3 separate regions of the Triticum aestivum genome follow, and all the other regions are linked to region 1. The links are chromatin contacts, called in public Hi-C maps. All regions are on one chromosome and are shown on one strand. Each heading gives the region's core, a stretch centred on a gene start, on an enhancer-like site or on the middle of the called end of the contact. The rest is flanking DNA. Distances are from core to core; before and after follow the strand shown. Region 1 has its middle 60 kb from the start of LOC123054212. Region 2 holds the start of LOC123054215 (cis-zeatin O-glucosyltransferase 1). Region 3 holds the start of LOC123049760.

The links. A called contact is a pair of places that touch in the nucleus more often than the background predicts.
Region 2: a contact with region 1 is called in a Hi-C map of leaf, with 5 times the contacts expected there. The contact joins the promoter of LOC123054215 here to the enhancer-like site in region 1. A contact is called at or near these places in 2 of 5 Hi-C or Micro-C datasets (leaf and root).
Region 3: a Hi-C map of leaf shows a contact between it and region 1, with 6 times the contacts expected there. The contact joins the promoter of LOC123049760 here to the enhancer-like site in region 1. A contact is called at or near these places in 2 of 5 Hi-C or Micro-C datasets (leaf and root).

What each region holds. Positions count from the first base shown.
Region 1 is chr2D:524,904,114-524,907,096 of IWGSC CS RefSeq v2.1, reverse strand. It overlaps the pseudogene LOC123054213. Among protein-coding and RNA genes, the nearest start is that of LOC123054212, 60 kb to the right of the region's middle. Within about 2 kb of position 1,471, at least 1 of the 8 cell types and tissues checked has an H3K27ac peak or open chromatin away from gene starts, as enhancers often do. A contact at or near this core is called in leaf, where this site is marked.
Region 2 is chr2D:525,051,710-525,055,014 of IWGSC CS RefSeq v2.1, reverse strand. It overlaps LOC123054215 (cis-zeatin O-glucosyltransferase 1), which reads right to left and starts at 1,670. Exons shown (of 1, transcript XM_044477933.1): 1 at 1-1,670. The coding sequence starts at 1,469. The coding sequence ends at 84.
Region 3 is chr2D:524,704,325-524,707,637 of IWGSC CS RefSeq v2.1, reverse strand. It overlaps LOC123049760, which reads right to left and starts at 1,797. Exons shown (of 3, transcript XM_044472640.1): 1 at 1,433-1,797; 2 at 865-919; 3 at 1-208. The coding sequence starts at 1,654.

The sequences.
Region 1 (2,983 bases), core at 222-2,721:
TGGCGCGACGAACCGCCGTCAGACACGGAGGCGGGGACGGCATCTCCGAGCACCCTTGCCCGTTGCCGGACGGCCATTCCTTTGTCGGAGAGCATGGCCTCCTCGATGACTTCCTGGATGGCCTTCGCCGTGACCACCTCACTGTGCTTCTCCCATGGGCGCACGAGGATGCCTGCCTTGAGGTAGTTGCAGATAAGCTCCGCGTCCCACGGCTGGTCGCAGTGCATGGGCCATGCCAGAATCGGCTTGCCGTGGCTCAGGCTCTCCATGGTCGAGTTCCAGCCGCAGTGGCTCATGAACGCGGCCGTGGCGCTGTGTGCTAGGATCTCCAGCTGCGGCGCCCACCCGGTGATCACCAGCCCCCTCCCTTCCGTGTGCTTGGTGAACTCTGACAGCAGCTCCTCGTGGCAGCTCTTGCCGGCCTCCGCGAATATGTCGCCGCGGTCCGCGTCGCGCAGCACCCAGATGAAGCGTTGGTTGCTGCCGCGCAGTGCTGCTGCGAGCTCTTCGATTTGCTCGGCTCGCAGGGACGACGTCGTGCCGAAGGACACATACAGCACCGACGCCGGAGGCTGCTCGTCCAGCCAGTTCAGGCACTCGTGCCGCTGCTTGCTCTCCTTCGGTGCGCTGGCGTCAAGCAGTGGGTTTAACGGTCCAATGGTGAAGAGCTCTTCTTGCCGTCGGCGGCCAGGTGCCCGGCGACAACGTCGATGAATTCACCCTCGAGCGCGCGGCATGTGTTTGCCAGGATGCCCGCGCCGGGCGAGATGTCTTTCGTCGGTCTGGCCCGGTTGGCGTACTCCACGAACTCCTTGGTCGCACATTCCTCGATGGCGCTGTAGACGAGGCCGTTCTCTCGCAGTAGCCGGTGATTGGCATCCATTCTTCCAACGAGCATGGACACGGCCAAGCAGTGCAGCCCGAGCGACTCGCCGTTGGGCAGCCGCGCGGCCTCCTCGGCGGCGAAGGCGTTGATGGGGTCGTGCACTACGACTATGCGGCGGTAGGAGCCGGAAAGCTTGTCGAGGAGAGCCGCGAGCGGGGCGCGCGCGCCGGCGATGTAGGCCTTGAACATGGGCATGAGGTGGGAGGGGAAGGGCGAGTCGGCGGTGGGGTCCGGGGGCGGGGAGACGTAGCTGGGGATGCCGAGGTCGTGACTGGATGGAATGGAGCGCCTCCTCGCCCCAACCGTGCACGCGCGCGCGCGCCTGCCGGATGTGCTGCGCGGGCGCGGCGTAGTGCACGTCCACCCGGCGCGACGCGAGCTGCAGCGACAGGTGCAGTAGCTGGTTGAGGTGCCCCTGCGCCGGGAACGGCACCGCCACGACGGCCACAGGCTCCATTGCGTGCTCCGCTCTCCGGATCGACGTTGTGTTCTCCGTGGCGTGAGGCCGTGACGTGGGGGTGGTGCTGAGTGAGCTGCTGGCTGAACAGCAGCATGGCAGAGTATATGTAGGCGGGCAAGCAGGTCACGGCGGAAGCTTCCTGGCCTGCGCGCAGGTGAGCAGCCCACGGCGGTGGAGCCATGCTTACATCCAGGTTCAGAGCAAATACTTGCAGGAGACGTATGGCTCTACGAGTTCGCCATGTGCCTTGCATGTGTGGTCAAGAACACAACATATTAATAAATAAACCTGCCAATTGCATCTCCCATGCTTGTCGTCATGGCTCATGTCATGACACAATCGTCGGATTGCAATCACTGCTTCTCTTCTACTATTACTACACCTACACCTACACAGGAGAGCGTTTTCAGCCATACCTGGGTCTGTTTGGTTTCAAATAAGTCACCAACTTATAAGTTGAAAAGTGAAAAAAGTGACTTATTTTATCAAATAGATCCAACTTATAAGTCACCGCAATTTATAAGTCATAAGTTGCTCCACCCCAACTTAAAACTTATAAGTCACCCCTTTTTGCGTGGGTCCCACCACCTTTACATAAAAAAATAAGGTGGGAAGGTGTGGTCAGATGACTTATAAGTCAGATGACAACCAAACAGGCGTGACTTATAAGTCACTGGTTTTAAGTCACCTGACTTATAAGTCAGGTGACTTATTGGAACCAAACAGGCCCTTAACTCAGTACACTCATTTTTTGGTGCACAGCAAGCATGTGAGAGACATAAAATGACTTGTACTCAAAAGTGTAGCTAGGGCAACCGGTGCTTTCGTAGATAAAATGACTTCAACCGAAAAAGGATTTCTGCAATAACAAACGACCATGTTAGGGATCACATACTTAAAACTCCATATAAGAGAGAGAGAGAGAGAGAGAGAGATGATTTTGTGTACCTTTATATCATCAACTGCTTCTGCTACTTCCTACTGACTTGTGGGAGCACCCCTAAGTTCCTGCCTCGTTAGTGCCACTTCCTGATGTAGTAATTCAATGTACCTATCCAGTTCTTGGATCTTCCTGGAGCTTCGTGAACGGCTCATCCCATTATCTGAGAGCTCCCTAGGGCATTCAGCAGGGAACTTTGCATCACTGACTGATGAAAGTCCTTCCTGAAACAAGAATGAATGCATATAAGAGTTGCTCATGTTCCTACACAAACAAAACGGTATATCTGCCTCGGCTGACCACCTGTCGGAGTAAATCACCACGGATAACCTCATTAGCCTACCATGATATTTCAAGACATCGGGGCCGGCTGCGCCCCTCAAGAATCAAAGGCAGAAGGCCGCCTTCCTGGAGCTGGCTGCCAGGTGGCAGCAAAACTCAGAAGGCGACCGCCGAGTGGGCTGACTCCTAGCAGGCGGCCTTCAGAGAGGTCGGCTCCTAGCAGGTGGCCCCTCGTGCCCTCGAAGTTAGCACCCACATAAACACGACGAGACAGGGCATGGCTACAGTGCAGTCTGCCGCCCCCGAATCCAGGGTGGAGCATTGCCACAGTGCGGCGTACTGGGCGGACACCCCTCGCCCAGCGCGGCACTGTTGCCACGCAGCCCATGGCATCACCCGCGGCAGAGAAGGCCAT
Region 2 (3,305 bases), core at 421-2,920, 150 kb before region 1:
TATATCTTTCAAGTGTATACGTGCGTTGCACGTACACGTTTACTAGTTAGTAGGTAAGATAAGATAAGATTAGTCCCCCTGCTTCATCTCGCAATATGAGCGATGAATTTCTGGAGGTCTAAGTGCGACGACCCGCCCTCGGCCACCGAGGCGCGGATGGACACGCCCAGCGCGTTTGCCCGCTCCCTCGCTTGCAATCCTTCGCCGGATACCATCGCCTTCTCGATGACCTCGCCGATGACCTCCGACGGCACCACTGTGCTGCGCTGCTCCAAGGGCCGCACGAGGAGACCGGCCTTGAGGTACTTGCAGACAAACTCCGCGTCCCACGGCTGGTCCGAGTGCATGGGCCAGGCCAGAATCGGCTTGCCATGGCTCAGGCTCTCCATGGTCGAGTTCCAGCCGCAGTGGCTCATGAACGCCGCCGTTGCGCCGTGCGCCAGGATCTCCAGCTGCGGTGCCCATCCGGTGATCACGAGCCCCGTCCCCTCGGTTTGCCTGGTAAATTTCGACAGCAACTTGGCGTGTTGGCCGTCAGTGCTTTCCTCGTGTACGTCGTTGACGCCGCGGTCGGCGTCTCGCAGCACCCAGATGAACCGCTGCTTGCTGTCACGCAGCGCCGCGGCGATCTCCGCGACTTGCTCGGCGAGCAGCGAGGACGTGGTGCCGAACGATACGTACAACACCGACGCCGGCGGTTGTCTATCGAGCCAGTCAAGGCACCCGTGCCGCGCCTCCCCCGGCGCCCTCGCGCTCGCGTCGAGGAGTGGGTTCAGTGGCCCGATGGCGAAGATCTTCTGGCCGCTGTACTCCGGGCTCTGGGCTTCCACGTCGATGAACTCGCCCTCCAGCGCACGACACGTGTTGATGACCATGCCGCCGACCGCCGCTCCCTGCCCGTCATGCCACGTCCTCGCGATGTACTCCATGAACTCCTTGGACATGCACGCGTCGGCGGGGTGGAAGTCCATGCCGTGGTCGCGCAGGAGCCGGTGCCCGGCGTCCTTGAACGCGACGTTGTACGACATGGCCACGCACTGCATGCAGAAGGCCTCGCCGTTGGGCAGGCGCCCAGCCTCGGCCGAGGCGAAGGAGCTCAGGCGGTCGTACACGACGACGACGCGGCGGTGGCGGGCGGAGAGGCTCCCGAGGAGCCTGGCGAGCGGGTCCCGCGCGTGGGCGACGAAGGCGTCGAGCATGGGCATCAGGTGGGACGGGAAGGACGTGGGGACGGCGGGGTCGGGCGGCGGGCGCTCGTACGCGGGGAGGTCGAGGTCGTGGAACCGGACGGGGAGGAGGGCGCGCGGATCCCACCCGTGCACGCGCGCGCGGGCCTGGCGGACGTGCGGCGCCGGCGCCGCGTAGTGCACGGGCAGCCCGCGCGCCGCGAGATGCAGGGCCAGATGCAGGAGCTGGTTCAGGTGGCCCTGCGCCGGGAACGGCACCGCCACGACCGCGACGGAATCCATGGAGATTCCTAGATTGAGTTGGATCGAGTACACAGCGCACACGCGTAGTTCGCGGCTCTCGCGATTGGAGCACGACCCCGCCTCGCCCTGCCCTGAAGAAATATGTACACTACTTCATGTCGTATGCCAGCCAAACTGATAGCCTCACATAGCTGCGACTGCGAATGTTCCAACTGCGACTCCGAAGATCTTTCCCTTCTTTCCGCTAAGAAACTGTTCAACTAGTCGCCGTGAGAAAGGATGGTGCCGGTCTGTTGATTGACCTGACAAGTACTAGCAACCACTACTACTGTCGAAATATCGAATGGTCCGTGCGCGATCCGATGTCACTTCATCATCTCAAGAAATTTACCACGTCTGGCGAAAGTGTCTGTCTGCTCACCAGCTCAAATGTTCCCCCATTAACAATAAAACGGGAAGCAATAGTAGAAACAAACTTAAAACAACTGATTTTTTTTCGGCAACAAACATTGATTTGCAATATGCTTTTCAAAAATAGTTTTTTAGAGCATCAATTTTTTCCGCAGCATTTAGGAATGTTTTCTTCACCAAAATTTGCACGTATATAGACAATTAGTAAATGTTTGTTTCAAAAGATTCAAGTTTTCTTTACGTTGTTTACTATTTTTTACTGTTCATAAGGAAGCCGCGAGCTCACGAGCAGAAACTCCATGTCCCTCATCTCGAACATACTAAGGTACCCTTCGTCGGCGAAGGGGTACGCACCCTCACCGACTGAACTTAACGCACGAATGTCTAAAGACCGGAGAATCTATGATGGTAGCGTGAAATACAATTTTATGTCCGTTTTTGGAGCACCATATGTCAATTCGTGCAATGTGAACACTTTGGTCAAACAAGACATCTTTTTAGATTGTCAAAGATTACAGGAAGACTTTTTCGCAAAATAGAATTTACAGGAAGACTACATAACATTGGGAAAGGCAGAAAGGTCATATAATCCGTGCTCCCCAAGGCCTGTGTCAACTGAAGAAGACGCTGAGGATGCTGCGCTCGCCTTGCCGTTTTCACCAGTCGACGATGTGGGTGGTGGTTGCGCTAGTTGAAGCGCCGCCACCGTGTCACCAAGATCAGCGACGCGCCTCTCCAAATATGGCCGCCAAGCGAAAAGATCATTGATCTTGACAGACTGGGCTTGGATCACCGCGTTGGCCGTAAGGATGGTCTCCAGCTTCTTGAGGACGGTCTGGACGACCGGATCCATGGGCGCGAGTTGTGTGCGCGTCTGTTGCAAGCTCTAGGTCTTGATGAACTGCACCAGATTGACAAAGGGATGGGTGGTGATTTGGTCTCTGATACCAGATGAAAGGGTCGCGATGATAGGTAATAGTAATTGATCTAGCTTTCTGAAGTACTTGCTATTACAGAAAAGAGAAAAATTCACTGGTGGTCCTCATACTCGTCGCGTTGGCCAATTTAGTCCTCGTAGTTAGAAATATCTGAAATACGATCACTAAACTTGTCTCAGGGGTTCACATATGGTCCAATGTACAATTTCTTATACGTACATGCTGATTTGGCAGTTGACTGGCTTGTCCACGCGTGCGTTGACCGCCAACTCATCAACACCTGGTCGAAACGAATCAAACGGGGTCTTTTTTGCAAAATTTTCGTAATTAACTCTTCGCCCCCACCTCGTCGGACCGCACCTGGTCGGCCGCCCCCGCACCTCGCCCCTCGCTCTCCGCTCCTCTCCACTCTCAACCCTAGTCCCCTTCAGCCGTCACCCCTGGAGCCGCCATGCCATTCCCAAGACCACCCTCCCCCGGCGGTCGGCCCTGATACGTCTCCAACGTATCTATAATTTTTGATTGT
Region 3 (3,313 bases), core at 548-3,047, 200 kb after region 1:
GTCTGCGAGCTTACAGGCTTGAGTGGTACCTTCTCGCCTGTATCCTGGCCTATCTGGGGCACTTGATTCTTCCCTCCAGATGGAACTTTTCCTGCGGGCTTGATCTTGACATCTCTAACTGCAGGTATGTCCGATGGTTTAACAGGCTCAGCAGCAGCAGAGATATCAAGCCGCATTTTCTTGGATAATTCCATGACAACTTTTATCTCTGCAACACAAAATGTACAGTGGCAGACTAATTAGCCTTATTTATCTTCAATACATGCATGCATATCCATGATAAAGAGCCCATACGTTCAGAAGACCCTTTAAATCGTCAGGTATAAGCATTAAGCCATACTTAATCATCAGAAATTTCTAAACCAAAACAGAGAGCACGATTTAAGTGGCTTTCCAGAAAGAAGTAAACATATTCAGATTCATAGTGCTTCTGTGAATAGTGTGTATATGTATATTTCATATAACTTCTGATGGGTAATAAGAATCCTGACAAATACATTATGATCTTAGGTTTCAAGCCCGGCATGATACATTAGCTATGTTACAAAAAACAATAGACGTTTATCAAGTGCAGGGCTATGAAATGTAACATATCAATGTGTTTATATGTTAAAGAGATGTAACACACTGATATAAAATTTTAGATTGCAATCATAATGGTATGTACACAGAACATTGTGCTTCTATAAATAAAACATTGAATTATAGAGGAAATGGTTCGATATCCTAAACTATATGAACCTGACCAAAAACATACCCAGACTCACCTAAAAAAACATACTCGGACCCAAAACATACACAGTACATCAGGGAAGTTGAACACATCTCTGTAAGCTCTGACAACAATAGGAACTGAACATTTACCTTTCAGGATCTCAAGAGCAGCATCTTTCTTCTGGGAATCAGTAGCTTGGCAAACCTTCAACAAAACAAATGTACCATTTCAGAGTGGCTTCCTGTTTTCACCAGTACAAATCATACGACAATTGACAAGTAAACAGCAGGCGAGGGTATGTCAAATTAGCAGAAGTTCTAATCCAATATCAGCAATGGCAGTACACGATTGCACAGAACAATTGTGTAGTCCGAAGACACAAGCTATAGTGGTCACCGCCGTCTTTCTGGGCTCCAATCTCTATTTTGCAGATGTATGCCCTTTTCTCCGTCTTTCTGAGCTCCAACATCATACATTTCAACTGAAACTAGCATGAGCCCAGCACTGAACCTTGGAAATTTCCCATTCAGTCGCTAATCCAATTTCCAACAACTACACTAGCAAGCATAGCATTACTACCAGCATTCTAGCCTGAAGCATTACTCAAAAAAAAAACGTCTGGTAAAAAACCCCAACAAATAGCACGATTATGCAAGTTGCTGCAGTTACCAAGACTGAACGGAGTGCGCGGAGAGATTAAGGGTTTGGTGTGCGAACCTGAAGGAAGCGGCCGCGGAGGCTGGCGACGGCTTCTCTGATCCTGTAGTAGGGCGAGTCGTGAAACCCCAGCTCCTCCAGCTTCCGCTTCTTTGGCGGCGCGTCGGCCGAAAGCGGCGGCGGCGGCGGCGGACTAGGTGGCGGCTTCGTATCGAAGGCAGCCGTCGACTCCGATGGCGGCGGAAGAGGCGAGGCGGCGGCGGCGGTGGCGTGAGCTGCCATCCCGCGTGCGCGTGGGAGGCAAATGGTTGAACACCGGAAGTTTGAAGGCGAGATAAGCAATCGATGTGCTAGTTGATGGTGTGTTCAGAGACGATTGATATTCCCGAACAGAGGAAGCGTGCAGTTCCAGTCAAGCATTTCTAAATTAATGACTGCGAAAAGTAGAAATCATTTACCTTTAGCTAGGGAAAGGGTCTCGATTCTCGAAAGACCCAGGCTGCAATAGATAACATTTTTTTCTTTGACCCTAAGAAAGAAGGCATTACAAAAATCTTATCATTAGATTAATATTTGATTTTTTTAATCAACAGTACAATAATTCTGAAGTTAAATGGCGTATGTATTATTGGTTAATTTATGTTCGAAATTAAATCTTTAAAAAATGTCACACTTTTTTTTTAGTATTTGAGATGGTACAAGGACCTAATAGAAAAGAAAAATTATAAATTAGCCCGTGCATTTTACAAAAGAGGCCTCGAAAACTAAATCGCAATTTAATCCTTGCAACATGCTTCGACATAGCCTAGAATCCATCATCATTGGGGACGAAACCACTTGGGACAAAAAGGTTGACCATAGCCCCACCGTGAGAGGATTTTGCGAGGAAGGAGTTGTAGACGCAAAGCTAAGGCCAAATTGCATCCCTTTTAGCTCAAAGGTCGGGAGGAAGGAAAGGAGGCATCGTTGAGGGACATCGGAGCTCCATGGTGTCGCCTTTTGACCAAAAGATACAACGGTAGGACACCGTAGGCCGCCCAACGAACACCAAAGCAAGATCCTCCCAAAACGGGGAGATTGCTTCGGTGGGTGTCATATCTCTAGAACTTGCGCCATTGGGTTTGAGCTCCAAGGAAGAACTGAACTCACAAGTCATCGACAGCTTGATCTTTCCTCTTCCACCTCTATCATAAAGTTCACCAAAAGTACAAAGCACACCAGATATAATTAAAATTACATGGTCCCTATACCAATGGACGACCTCTACCGCCGCTAGAACAAGCCGCCGACGCAATGGTGCCGCTGCTCCCCTACCGGAGTTGACCTGACCAGCGCCTAGAGCTACAGTCGTCGTTGTTGAACCCTTGAGTGTATCTAAAGAACTTGACATCAAGTCTCATTGTCATGTACGCATGACGAGAAACCCTAACCTCGATGCCCTGAGGATTTGTGAGGAATCTATGCCAGAGCTCTGTCTAATCCATCCCAATGAATGAACTTGAGAAGGATTGAAATCTGGAAGACTGATGCGAAGAAGAAGCATCGTCATCCGCCCGGGCGCCACCGCTATGAGAAATAAATACCCTAACCTATCTACTAGATGGAGCCGAGGCATCAGGATCCCCCTCTCCACCACTGGCCATCGAAGCGGCGGACATAACGCAGTTGAATCCACGGGCTCACCGACGAACAGCGAGGGGAAAAAACTTTGCCATGGTTGCCTTGCGAGATGGGAAAGAAATAAAACAAACTGCCCAAAAAGTGTACCATAAAAAAAATGGAATCCCGTCAAAATCTGATTTGGTGTTTTTCTTTTGGAAGAAAAGCAAGGGGCGGAGCTTGTAAACCGCCCGTTCTTAAATCGAAATTGCTCTGCATACGGTACATTTTGGTCGGACACATGTACGATCAGACGGTAAAACTTGTTGCATGTTGTGGCTC